2 separate regions of the Sus scrofa genome follow, and region 2 is linked to region 1. A link is a contact called in public HiChIP or PLAC-seq data. All regions are on one chromosome and are shown on one strand. The core of a region is the stretch at or near the end of the contact, and the rest is flanking DNA. Distances in the headings are between cores, read along the strand shown. Region 1 holds the start of MED28 (mediator complex subunit 28). Region 2 holds the start of FAM184B (protein FAM184B).

The links. HiChIP or PLAC-seq counts read pairs in DNA pulled down with a chosen protein or histone mark.
Region 2: a contact with region 1 is called in an H3K27ac HiChIP or PLAC-seq map of skeletal muscle. The contact joins the promoter of FAM184B here to the promoter of MED28 in region 1. A contact is called at or near these places in 6 of 47 Hi-C or Micro-C datasets (embryonic fibroblasts, fetal heart ventricle, fetal skeletal muscle and 2 more) and 1 of 2 datasets of contacts at active chromatin or transcription factors (skeletal muscle).

What each region holds. Positions count from the first base shown.
Region 1 is chr8:12,620,555-12,626,172 of Sscrofa11.1, forward strand. It overlaps MED28 (mediator complex subunit 28), which reads left to right and starts at 3,571. Exons shown (of 4, transcript NM_001243569.1): 1 at 3,571-3,738. The coding sequence starts at 3,580.
Region 2 is chr8:12,739,345-12,744,962 of Sscrofa11.1, forward strand. It overlaps FAM184B (protein FAM184B), which reads right to left and starts at 2,138. Exons shown (of 18, transcript XM_005674541.3): 1 at 1,616-2,138. The coding sequence starts at 1,762.

The sequences.
Region 1 (5,618 bases), core at 2,321-4,820:
GAACAGCAAATCCAAAACAAGGCGGTGGTTTAGAACCCAACAGTGTTAGAAGATGAAGTAGGAAATCCAAAATTCAAGCAGCTCTACGGCCACTGGAAAAAATGTAAAATGGTTCCACTCTATTTTTTGGCTTTATAAAATAGTTACTTTTTAATTAAAATATTAAAACATTAATTTAAATGTTAACACATAATAGGCTCATTTTTACATGAGTTTTTTTAAATTCTCAGTTTTAATAGGTAAATATTTTATCCTTATTTTTAATACATAAATACTTCCCAACACACCCCACATAAACAAAGACATTTGGAGTCCTCAATAAATTTTTAAGAGTGTAAAGGGGTTCAAAAATGTTTAAGAAGTGCTAGAACAGACTAGTTCTTTCACAAGTCATTCTGTTTTGTTTTGTTTTTCCTATTAAATATTTTGTCTATTTTATGCCAGGCACAGTTCTGGGTATTGGGAATACAGGTGAACAAGACAGGCTCTGATCAGAGAGAGCTTGTTTTCCAGTTGGTGTGCTGTGTGTGTGTGTGTGTGTGCCTGTTTGCAAGACAACTTAGTGATAAGAAACGGACAAGATCATTTCAGGTAAGTGTTTAAGTGCTGTAAAGAAAATTAAACAGTGAAGTGGCTAGGGGTGTGGACCTAATTAGATTGATGCTGGGAAGATGACATTTTATCTGAGACCTAATCAACAGATGGAAGCCTCTGTAGGTTTTTCTCTACTTGTGCCCTTCATCACTCACTCTGGCCCTGCTGGCCTTTTCTGTAGCTCCTCGAGTTTACAAAACAGTTCCTTCTTCAAGGGCCCTCCTGTCTAGGAAACTTCTGTGCTTTTTTCCCCCAAATTTGTTATTTTATTTTTTTCTTTTTTGGCCGCCCTGTGGCATATGGTGTTTCTGAGCCAGGGATCAGATCTGAGCCACAGCTGCAACCAAGGCCACAGCTGTGGCAGCACCAGATCCTTAATCCACTGTGCCAGGCAGGGGATCAAATCTGCCTCCCAGTACTCCAGAGATGCTGCTGGTCCTGTTGCACTTCAGCAGGAATTCCTAGGAAACTTTCCTAATTAAATTTGCTCTAATCACTGCAGTTTAGATCTCAGAGAGGCTCTCTCCAACCACCCATCTCAAATCCATCACTGGCCACTACCATCCCTATTTTTCTTCTTAGCACTTATTGCTACATAATGATGTTGCTCTCTATATATGTTTATCCATCTTTCTCCCACAAAACAAGAGTAAACTCCCCAAGGGCAGTCTTGGGGTGTTTGCTACAATCCTTAGATCATTAGAGCCTGGGACATGGAAGGCTCAACAAATGTGCTGGATAATAACTGGAAAATTAAATACAGTGAAAACAATTTAGCTTCTGAAAAAATGAACAAGTGTTAAAAAATATCAGAATAGTAACTTTCTCTTTGATATAACCATAAATAACTGAAGTAAATAGTGCCCAGCACATACACAGGGACCCTCAACAATATTTACCATTCTGTTACCTGTCTCTCCCCAGAGAGAATTTAGGGGAAATTTTTCCTGTTCACTCCTGCTATATCCACAGTGACTGGATTAGTAATTGGTACATAGGAAGCTCTCAATAAACGCTGGTGGGATGAATGAGTATCTCCCTTTTACCAACAGGTAAACTGAGCCCAGAGAAAGGACCTGGGCCAAAGTCATTTCAAGAGTTAACGGCCCTATGGTCCTTTCTTCCCACCATCCACCCACCCCATGTCCTCTACTTTCCTTTTGTCTGTAGAAAACTTTAGCCAAAGAATAAGTTTAATCAAAGAACTAAGAAAATGCAGAAGCAAAGGAAAACAGTCCAACAAAGCCAAATAATCATTTAGTCATTAAGCAAAGTCAAGGACCTTTTTTCCTTCTCAAGGGCTATAAATAATATTCTGAGCCATATCCTGTGAGCTATCTTATACTGAAACCCCAGTCAGGTGGAAAAAATTAACTACATGATGACCAGACTGTGGCCATGACATAAGCTGCCACAACTGGAGAAGTGGCCTCAAGGAAAGAGTACTGAACCCAAGTTCACTCTGCTTGTCGTACGACAAGCCAATAAATTCGGAGATGAGTTGTTGGGGTAAGGAATAACGACTTTTATTGGAAAGCTAGCAGACCCAGAAGATGGCAAACTAGCGTCTCAAAAAACCATCTTGCCTCAGCCGACTTCAGACTCCTCTTATATAGAGAAAGGGGAGGGGGAGGAGCCAATGGTCATTCACTGTCTCTTGTTTGGAGGAAGGACCCATTGCAACGCCAAGCAGTGGCCCAGCAGGCCCACTAAATTTCTCCCACTAACCGTTCCTCGCTTACAGAAATGGGAACAAATTGACTATGGAACTGGAGATTAACCATACTTAAAATAAGAGAACGCTGGTCAGACCATCCCATGACCAATTTCAAGATCTGTCAGAGCTGATTCTACTGTTTCTGCATATAGCCCTGATAGGTACCTATAAAAGCTCTTGCCCATTGACTGTCAGCTGGGGTGAGGGGGCAGTGGGCCTTTGGACAGGAGTCTCTGCCCGCTCACCTAAGTTGCTGGAATCCAGAATACAGCAAACATTCCACCAAATTTACTTTTTTTTTCCCCACTATATAATGACTTTTATTTTTTCCTGTTGTAGCGGGTTTACAGTGTTGTCAATTTTCTACTGTATAGCATGGTGACCCAGTTATACATACATGTATACATTCTTTTTTTCTCATATTACCATGCTCCATCATAAGTGACCAGACATATAGTTCCCAGTGCTACACAGCAGGATCTCATTGCTAATCCATTCCAACTTTGCCTTTTTATTGGCTTTAGAGTGGCAAACAGCCTGACCCTACTTTCAGTAACTGTAAGTGTAAAATTAAATACGGTGAAAAAATTTTTGGCTTCTAAAGAGAGAAATAAGCAAGTGTTACAAAATTATCATACTTTCTCTTTGACATAACCACGAATATCTCAAGTGAACATGCCAGGCGTATGCATAGTAGGGACCCTCAACAAGCTTGGTCATTTTTTGCACAAGTCTCTCCCCAGAGAGAATTTAGGGGAAATTTTTTTCATGTTCATTCCCCCTATATCCACCATGACTGGATTAGTAGTTGGTAAATAGTAAGCTCCCAATAAATGTTTGTGTGGTGAATAAGCACCTTCCTTCTACCAACCGGTAAACTGAGCCCAGAGAAAGCGCTAGGTCCAAATCATTTCAAGGGTTAAGGGCAAAGGCAGGATGGTTAAACGAATATCATGAAGCCAGGCAGGGCTCGCTCAGCCTTAGTTATTGACTCTCCTCTTCATACAACCTTGTCAAAACCCTATCAAATCCTTCAATTCTCATGTTATAAAAAATAAAATAAAATAAAATAAAATAAAAAACCAGTAAAGTCAAGCGGCCTCCAGTGCGGGCAAAGAGGGAACGAAAGTACCAACCTACCGGTTTCCCTGGCGCCCGATAGACGCCAACATCCACTCAGCGTGATCACGTGTGACCAGGCGTGTCACGTGACCCACGGATCCAGCTCCCGCGCAGGTGCAGTGAGTCTCTCACCCGCCATCTTAGAAATGGCGGCTCCGCTGGGTGGAATGTTCACGGGGCAGCCTCCCGGACCCCCGCCGCCGCCACCGGGGCTCCTGGGCCAGGCTTCGCTTCTTCAGGCCACACCAGGGATTCCAAGAACTTCTAACAGCACCTTAGTGGACGAGTTGGAGTCATCTTTCGAGGTAAAATGAGCCGTGGGCGTCTGTGTTCCCAGCCTTTCTTTTCTGAAACGTGTGCAGGTTATCTTTTTCAGCAATCCCTGCACCGGCTTACAAATGGGGCGGCAGGCTCAAAGAATCTAAACTGCTTGCTTTATTCTCCACGTTGAGTGATGGCCAGAATTTTCTGGTCGACTGGCGGAGATGAGTAAATTTGTCCTTTCTAGAGGCACGAGGACTTGAAGTTTGCCCGCCACCCCCACCGTGGGACCCTTCTAGGTTCCCAGTCGGTTGTTCTGCTCCTCAAGGTTGTTGCCTCAATTCAAGGTTGGTTCTATCCTTGAGTATCCTTTCCTGCGTCCCTGCGTGTTTGCTACGGGCTGATTCTCCACCGAGGGGAGCATTGCACCACTCTGTCCTGTATTCTTTCCATTGGGCTCCACCCTTAAACGGTCCTAAAGTAGTGGAATTCTTGGGGCTGAGATGGGAAGTTGTTATTAAGGGCCGAGGGAAGAGGAGTTAAAGATGAAGCTTTGGGAGAGAGGCAGAGGGTGATCCAAACTCTCACTCCCATTCAAGCATTAATCCTGTAGCAGAGAAAATGGGGACTGGTAGGAGGCACAGGTGAGCTTAAGAAATAAGTGCTTAAAAATCAGGTGGCTTCCAGTGGTCTCTGAAGTGGAAGATGAACCATTAGGGTGTGGAAATGAAGTAACTTGTAATTGGAGTTAACTTTTCTACTTTTTGACTTTCACACATAATAGCATAGGTAGTAGGTAAATAGAGTTCATAAATGAGTGTGTTATTGGGGTTGCATGGGCAGAATGCCTTTTTTAATGGGGCGTACATTCAGAAGTTTGAGATAATTGATTTAAAGGACAGAGAAATCTTTTTTTTCTGGGAGGAGGATGAGATGCCTTTGAGGTGGTGCTAAGCTGTAAAGGAGAGGGACAGGAAAGCCTTAGAGCAGCATCTAGGCTTGAGATGAAGTGGCGGTTATGAGACTTGCTGAAAGACTGGCCCTGTAGAAAGAAGTCTTGGCCAGAGCCTACCATCAACACCCTAGTGCTTAAAACTCTTCAGTGGCTGCCATGACTGTTGGGTTAAGACCAAGATGGGGAGTTCTTTTGTGGTTCAGTGGGTTAAGAACCCCACACAGTGCCTGTGAGGGTGCTGGTTAGATTCCTTCCTTACCCAGCAGGGTGAGAATTGCGAGTTGCCTCGGCTTGTATTGTGGCTCCATGTGCCAAGGCTGAGGCATAGGTCTGCAGCTGTAGCTCCAGGTCTGATTTGACTCCTAGCCCAGGAACTTCCCTATGCTGCAGGTGTGGCTCTAAAAAGAAAGACCAAGAGGTATGGTAGCCTCCCTGGCTCTGCATGTTCAAATCACTGGTCCAGTCCCATCTCTTCTTACTCTGGCCACATGAGACTTCTTCCTGCATATATTCCTTTTTTTTTTTTGTCTTGTTAGGGCCACAGCTGCAGCATATGGAGGTTCCCAGGCTAGGGATCGAATCAGAGCTGTAGCTGCCAGCCTACCCCACAGCCATAGCAACTCGGGATCTGAGTCACGTCTACAACCTACAACTCAGCTCATGGTAACGCCGGATCCTTAACCCACTCAGGAATCAAACCTGAGCCCTCATGAATATTAGTTTTGTTACCACCAAGCCCCCACGGGAACTCCACATTTTCTTTTTATAGACCATCACACTTTCTTTTCCATACAACTGTTCAGCTGTCTTGTGTACTTTGTGTATTTCTGAATAAATATCTCAAAAACTGATTTTCACTTTTGTTGTATATGACAAGTTTTAAGTCGGGGTAATATAGTCAGATGGTGGATCATCCAAAATGCTGCCCCAAATGGTAACAATATAAATACATATATAGTGTTTCCCTCC
Region 2 (5,618 bases), core at 888-3,387, 120 kb after region 1:
TCTGTTTATGCACTTGTCATACCACAAGGGCCAGGTCCCTGTCTTACTCAGTTTTATGCCATCAATACTGAGCACAGTGCCTGGCACACAGTAGGCGTGCCATAAATTCAACTAAGTTCAAGGTTCATCTCTTCCATAAAATCTTTCCTAACTGTTCTAACCCATAATGGCTTATCCTTTGTTTTGACTTTGGTAGCACTCACGACTTGCAATATCCAATTTAGCAACTGATTATACAGTAGTGTCTTTTAGTTTTTTTTCTAACCTTGTTTCTCCCAAAATATTTTAGATTATTTGAAGACAGAGAAGATGCCTTGTACTGTGCCCAGTGCCTCAAATCAATGCTTTTTTCCAGTCAATGTCACTACTTAGAACTAGTGCAATTTGGAACTAGTGCCATTTAGAACTGGTGCTATTCAGAACTATTTAGATCAGTGGTGCCAGCAGCACATGCCAAGGCCTCCAAGGAGTTATTTCCATTTTCCCCTCTTCATCCTTGTCTAAGGAGATCGCTGGATATGCAAAGGCTCACATGCAAAAGATGTGGAGACGTTAATGGGGGGGGGGCGCTGTCAGGAAAAAGCAGCTAGTATCCAATTCCAGGTCTCTGCTCACTTCCTTCTGGCAAATTAGGGGGAAAAAGCCTGTGAGCCCACAAAGAGTGGGCGTAGGAAGTGGGAGGAAGATAGTCGGGGAAGACAGCATGTCCCATCCACAGAACTCGGAGCTCACATTCCCCGGGTAGGCATGTTATCAGGCGTTTATTGTAAGATCAAAAGGAAACCCCAAGGCAAACAGCTAAATTCAGACACTGGAGACCTTGTATAAAAAAAGACAGAGAGGGATGTTGTTTTCCAGCTACACTCAAGACACAAGGGAACCTGCCCCAAGGAAGTCCTAACTGGGAAGCTGCAGGGGACTAACAAAGGACAGGGTGGCATCTTCTTGCTGGTCTTCATAAGGAAGAGACCACGGTCTCTGGAGGTTCAGTCAGGGCCCTGGGATGAGGTAGGGAGATGGGCTGGCTGACCTCCCAAGGTCCTTTGTAATCCTGTAATTAAACGGTGAATCGTTCACTTCCCCATTTATACTCCAGAAGCCGTCCGTGCAGTTTGATAGTAAGTCCCCTGGGCTACCTTCCAGGTTTAGTACGGTGCCACGCAAGCTGCTGGCACTCAGCAAAGGACTCAAATATTTGCTGAATGAAGGAATAAAAAGAATCAAGCGTTTAAATAGCCCACATGACCTCCTCCCCACCTGTAAAGTACGGCGATGAATGAAATCACAACATTCCAGGCAGGATCACTTGAGCAGAGCCGGTAAAGGAACACACACACAAACACACAGAGCACTGATTCCACTCGATTCACAGTCCCACCTTGGGAACACAGACCACCTGCTCCACACGCAAGCTTGGCGAGGATCCTCTCTCTCAGCTGCTTTAGGACTGTGCCTTCAGAAGGTCACCAAGATTTAAGACCGCTTCTCTTCCAGGTCTCCAAGACAAAGTTTCAGCTCAGACTGGGCCTGGGCCTCCCTCCCGCGCGTCCGCACTCCCTTCCCAGCCCGGGCGCCCCGGGCACGCAACTAGCCTGCCCGCGGCGCCTCAGCTTACCTTGGTGAGCTGGGCAATCTTCTTGCACATTTTCACGTGCATCTCGGGATCACAATCCATTCTCCAGCCTGCGCCACTGCAGGCATCGGCTTTGGAGCCCGGGCAAGTCCCGGGCGCGTGAATTTTGCTGTTGAGGGCAGAAGCCATCGCTGAAACGCGTCCCGCACTCAAGGGCTCTGGCGCGCTTGTGTTCTCGCTGCCCACGGTGTGCACGTGCTTGCGCGCGCGGGCGTGTGAGCGTGTGGGCTTTCTTGGGAGAGATGCACTGCAGTCCCGCCGCCTGCACCGCAGCGTGGCCCTTGCTGCCCCCGGGATCCGCCTCCCCGCCGCCCGAGCGCCCACCCTTCCTCCTCCAGCGCTCGCTTGCTGGGTCGGCGGGCACCCGCACCCTGCGGCTAGGAGCCGGGGACCCGCGCGTGCCGCTGGTGCTTCGCGCACAGCTCCCGGAGCCCGAGCGGGGCTTCGCCTGCAATAACCTTCCGCGACAAGGAGCCGCTGGCCTTGGAAAGGTTTGCGCTGGCCCGGCACTGCGCTCTGGGACACGTGGGTGGCGCCCAGCTCCGGATTCAACCGCTACCAACCCCGCCCTTGATGGGCATCCCGAGCCAAAGAGGAAGAAGAGCGGGCCTCAGCTTCGGGCGGCCGGGGAACCTGATACGCAGGGGGACCCTGGCGACGTGCTGCGGGAGAACTGGTGGAGAGGGGCCGGGCACCTTGACGGGAGCACACAGCCAGCGACTCCCGAGCTTCCGAGCTCCGCGCTGGGGGCGGACGTGGGGGGCGGGATGAGGGGCGGGGAGGTGAAAGGGAGTCGCTGGAACGCGTGGAGGAGCGGAGACCCTGGCGTATGTTTTGGGCCCCGGCCTGGGTTGAGGGTAGGAGCCCCTTTTCTCCCAAATTAAGGAGGCACCCGGACGTTGCAGGAGATTTGCTGGAGATTACCAAAAGGCAGCCGGGGAGCTGGTGACCGAAATTTGGGATAAGAAAGTGCAGAACGTATAGTGAGGGAATGTAAAGTGTAGGCGCACAGGGGAAAAAAAAAATCAAAGACGGGGTAGAAAGGATGGTGGCAGGTGTGGGAAAAGAGGAAGCAACAGAGAAATGGAGGAGTAGTTGAGTGACAGATGGAGCTGAATGTCTAAGTAAACCGATCCCAGTGAAAGTGAAGTGAGTCACCCACACACCTGGCTACCGGCCGACTGGAGCCAGAATCCTGTCAAGTCTTTGGATTATGAGCTTGTGTGTTTCTATGCGGCGAGTCGAGGGGTTCGTGGATCAAATTTCTTTATGGCTTGCTTTCTCTGGCTTCAAACAGTGGGCTTTGGGGAAAGTGAAGACACCCTGATCAGAATTCCTAAAGTGTGAATGATAGTACCAAAATAATAAGCAACTGCTTATATTTCCTTTTATAAAGTGCTTTATATCAAGAGTTTTAATAATCTTGATGAATCAGGCAAATTTCAAAAGGCCTCAGAAACCACAGTCCCTTCCCTCCACACTGCAAGTAACAATACCCATTTTTATAGATGAGCAGATAGATACAGGTGTGTACCAATAAGGCAATTACAGGTAGCAGAGTTGTGTCTGAAACTGAGCTATCCCTATTCTAATTTCCTTACTCTAGCCCCAATACATTACACTACATAGGCATAGCCGACATGGGTCTTGGTTCCTAGTTTGTGGTCTTAAGCTCCCCTCTGCAAGACAACTACCCCTTTCCCCAATTTAGTGAAAACAAAAAGCCTGAATCAGAATCGCTCCCGATGTAAACTCTTGGTCTTATCCTAGATCACCTGAGTCACAATCTCTGGAGTTGAGGGTCCAGAATTCATATTTTAACTGAGCTTCCTGTATGGTAAATATTCCAAATTGCATATTCAGAGTATTTTCAACAGGGTCTTAATACATACTGCATTTCACAGGAATTCAAGCTCTCTGTAAAATTAGCCTTTTAGTTTAGTTTAAGTTTAGTTAAGAACTTTGTCAGAAGTTGTTCACCACTGTGGAAAATAGTATCAATGGCTGTGTGGCTCGTGGCACTCAGTTGCCAATACATACATTCACGGTGAGTCTGCCAATATGTCCAAGCATCTGAGCGCAGCATTGTCATGAGGTTAATCAAACTGGAGCATTTCTATTACTAAAATACATATGATTTAATATAATTATTTTTCTTTTATTTCTCCATTATATAACTCTCAAGGAATTAGGATTTTTTTTTGGTCTTTTTGTCTTTTCTGGGGCTGCACCTGCAGCATATGGAGGTTCCCAGGCCAGGGATCCAATTGGAGCTGTAGCCACCAGCCTACTCCAGAGCCACAGATCCAAGCTGAGTCTGCAACCTACACCACAGCTCACGGCAACGCCGGATCCTTCACCCACTGAGCAAGGCCAGGGATCGAACCCACAATCTCATGGTTCCTAGTCAGATTCTTTAACCACTGAGCCATGACGGGAACTCCGAGAAATTATGATTTTAAAATGCATTTTATTATTTTAAAGAGTATGTATGAGTTTTGAGATAGTAACATAACTGTTATAGGACAGGTGATATTGAGTGTACAGGACTGATAATCGCTGCTCTTGCTCTCACCCCAAGTTTTAGTTATTAAATTGTGATCTTATTAAGTCCAGGGACCAAAGCACTTCCCAATGGGATGTATTATACTCTTAACTTTATAATAGAAGACAGTGGGGAAAGCAGATTCCCTCATTGGGCTTTGTTGGACTTCGTGACTGTAATCAAGGTACCCCAAGCTGTCCTGTGTTGTCAAGAGTCCTCTGCGGTTGCTGGGGTTTTAGCACCGTGGTTGGTAGGTCTTTTCACACTATCAGGAACGAAATAGAGGGTGAAAGAAGAGTAAGTGCTTTATGTAATACAGGGGTAGATGAGCAGTTATTAGCCCACTGATGTGATCTTGGCATGGTGCTATGCCCTTTGCACATGTTCCTACCCCACTAAGGCACTTATCACATTCTACAGACTAGAAAGTTACAGGTAAGGGAAGCTAAGTACCCTTTCCTTTTTTTTTTTTTTAGCTAGTAAGTAGATCTGGGTCTATTTGACTTCGAAGACTGTTCTTCCCAGAGCACAGGGCTGACAATTTGAATTTTTTTTTTTTTTTTTGGTCTTTTTGCCTTTTCTAGGGCTGCTCCTGCAGCATATGGAGGTTCCCAGGCTAGAGGTCTAATCAGAGCTGTAGCCACCAGCCTGCACCAGAGCCAAAGCAACACGAGATCTGAGCCGCGTCTATGACCTACACCACAGCTCACGGCAACGCCGGATCCTTAACCCACTGAGCAAGGCCAGGGATCGAACCTGCAACCTCATGGTTCCTAGTCGGATTCGTCAACCACTGCGCCACAATAGGAACTCCAATCTGAAACTTTTTAAAACGACAATCAGTTTGGAGTTCCTGTTGTGGCGAATGCAAAAATCACCCCAAATCCTACACTCAAAGAAAATTTCTGTTAATATATTGGAGACGGTACTTTGAGATATCTCTCTGTCAACACCTAGAAAATGTTAGGTACATATATGTTATTTTTTAAATAAATGGGGTAGGGTAATGTTTGTTAACCCTATTCACTCAATCTTTTTTATTTTGCCAATAGAGATTTACATTCCCATTTTAACAGCTAGTATTCCATTATATTCAACAACATACTACTCTATCCCTTATCGAACAATTCTTTTTTTAATATTTAAAAAAAAACGTTTCATATATGTTTATAATGTATGTTTACTATATCAGAATATTCAATTCTGGTTTTTTATTTTTCAATTCTGTTTTAAAGAACAGGAAAAACAAAAAGGATTAAGAAACTCATGCTGAAGAGAATTTTTACAAATGTGTTAAGTATGGATAGTATGCTGTTAGACATGATAAAGATAGAATGGGGAGTTCCCGTCGTGGCTCAGCGGAAATGAATCTGACTAGCAGCCATGAGGATGCAGGTTCAATCCCTGGCCTCGCTCTGTGGGTTAAGCATCAGGTGTTGC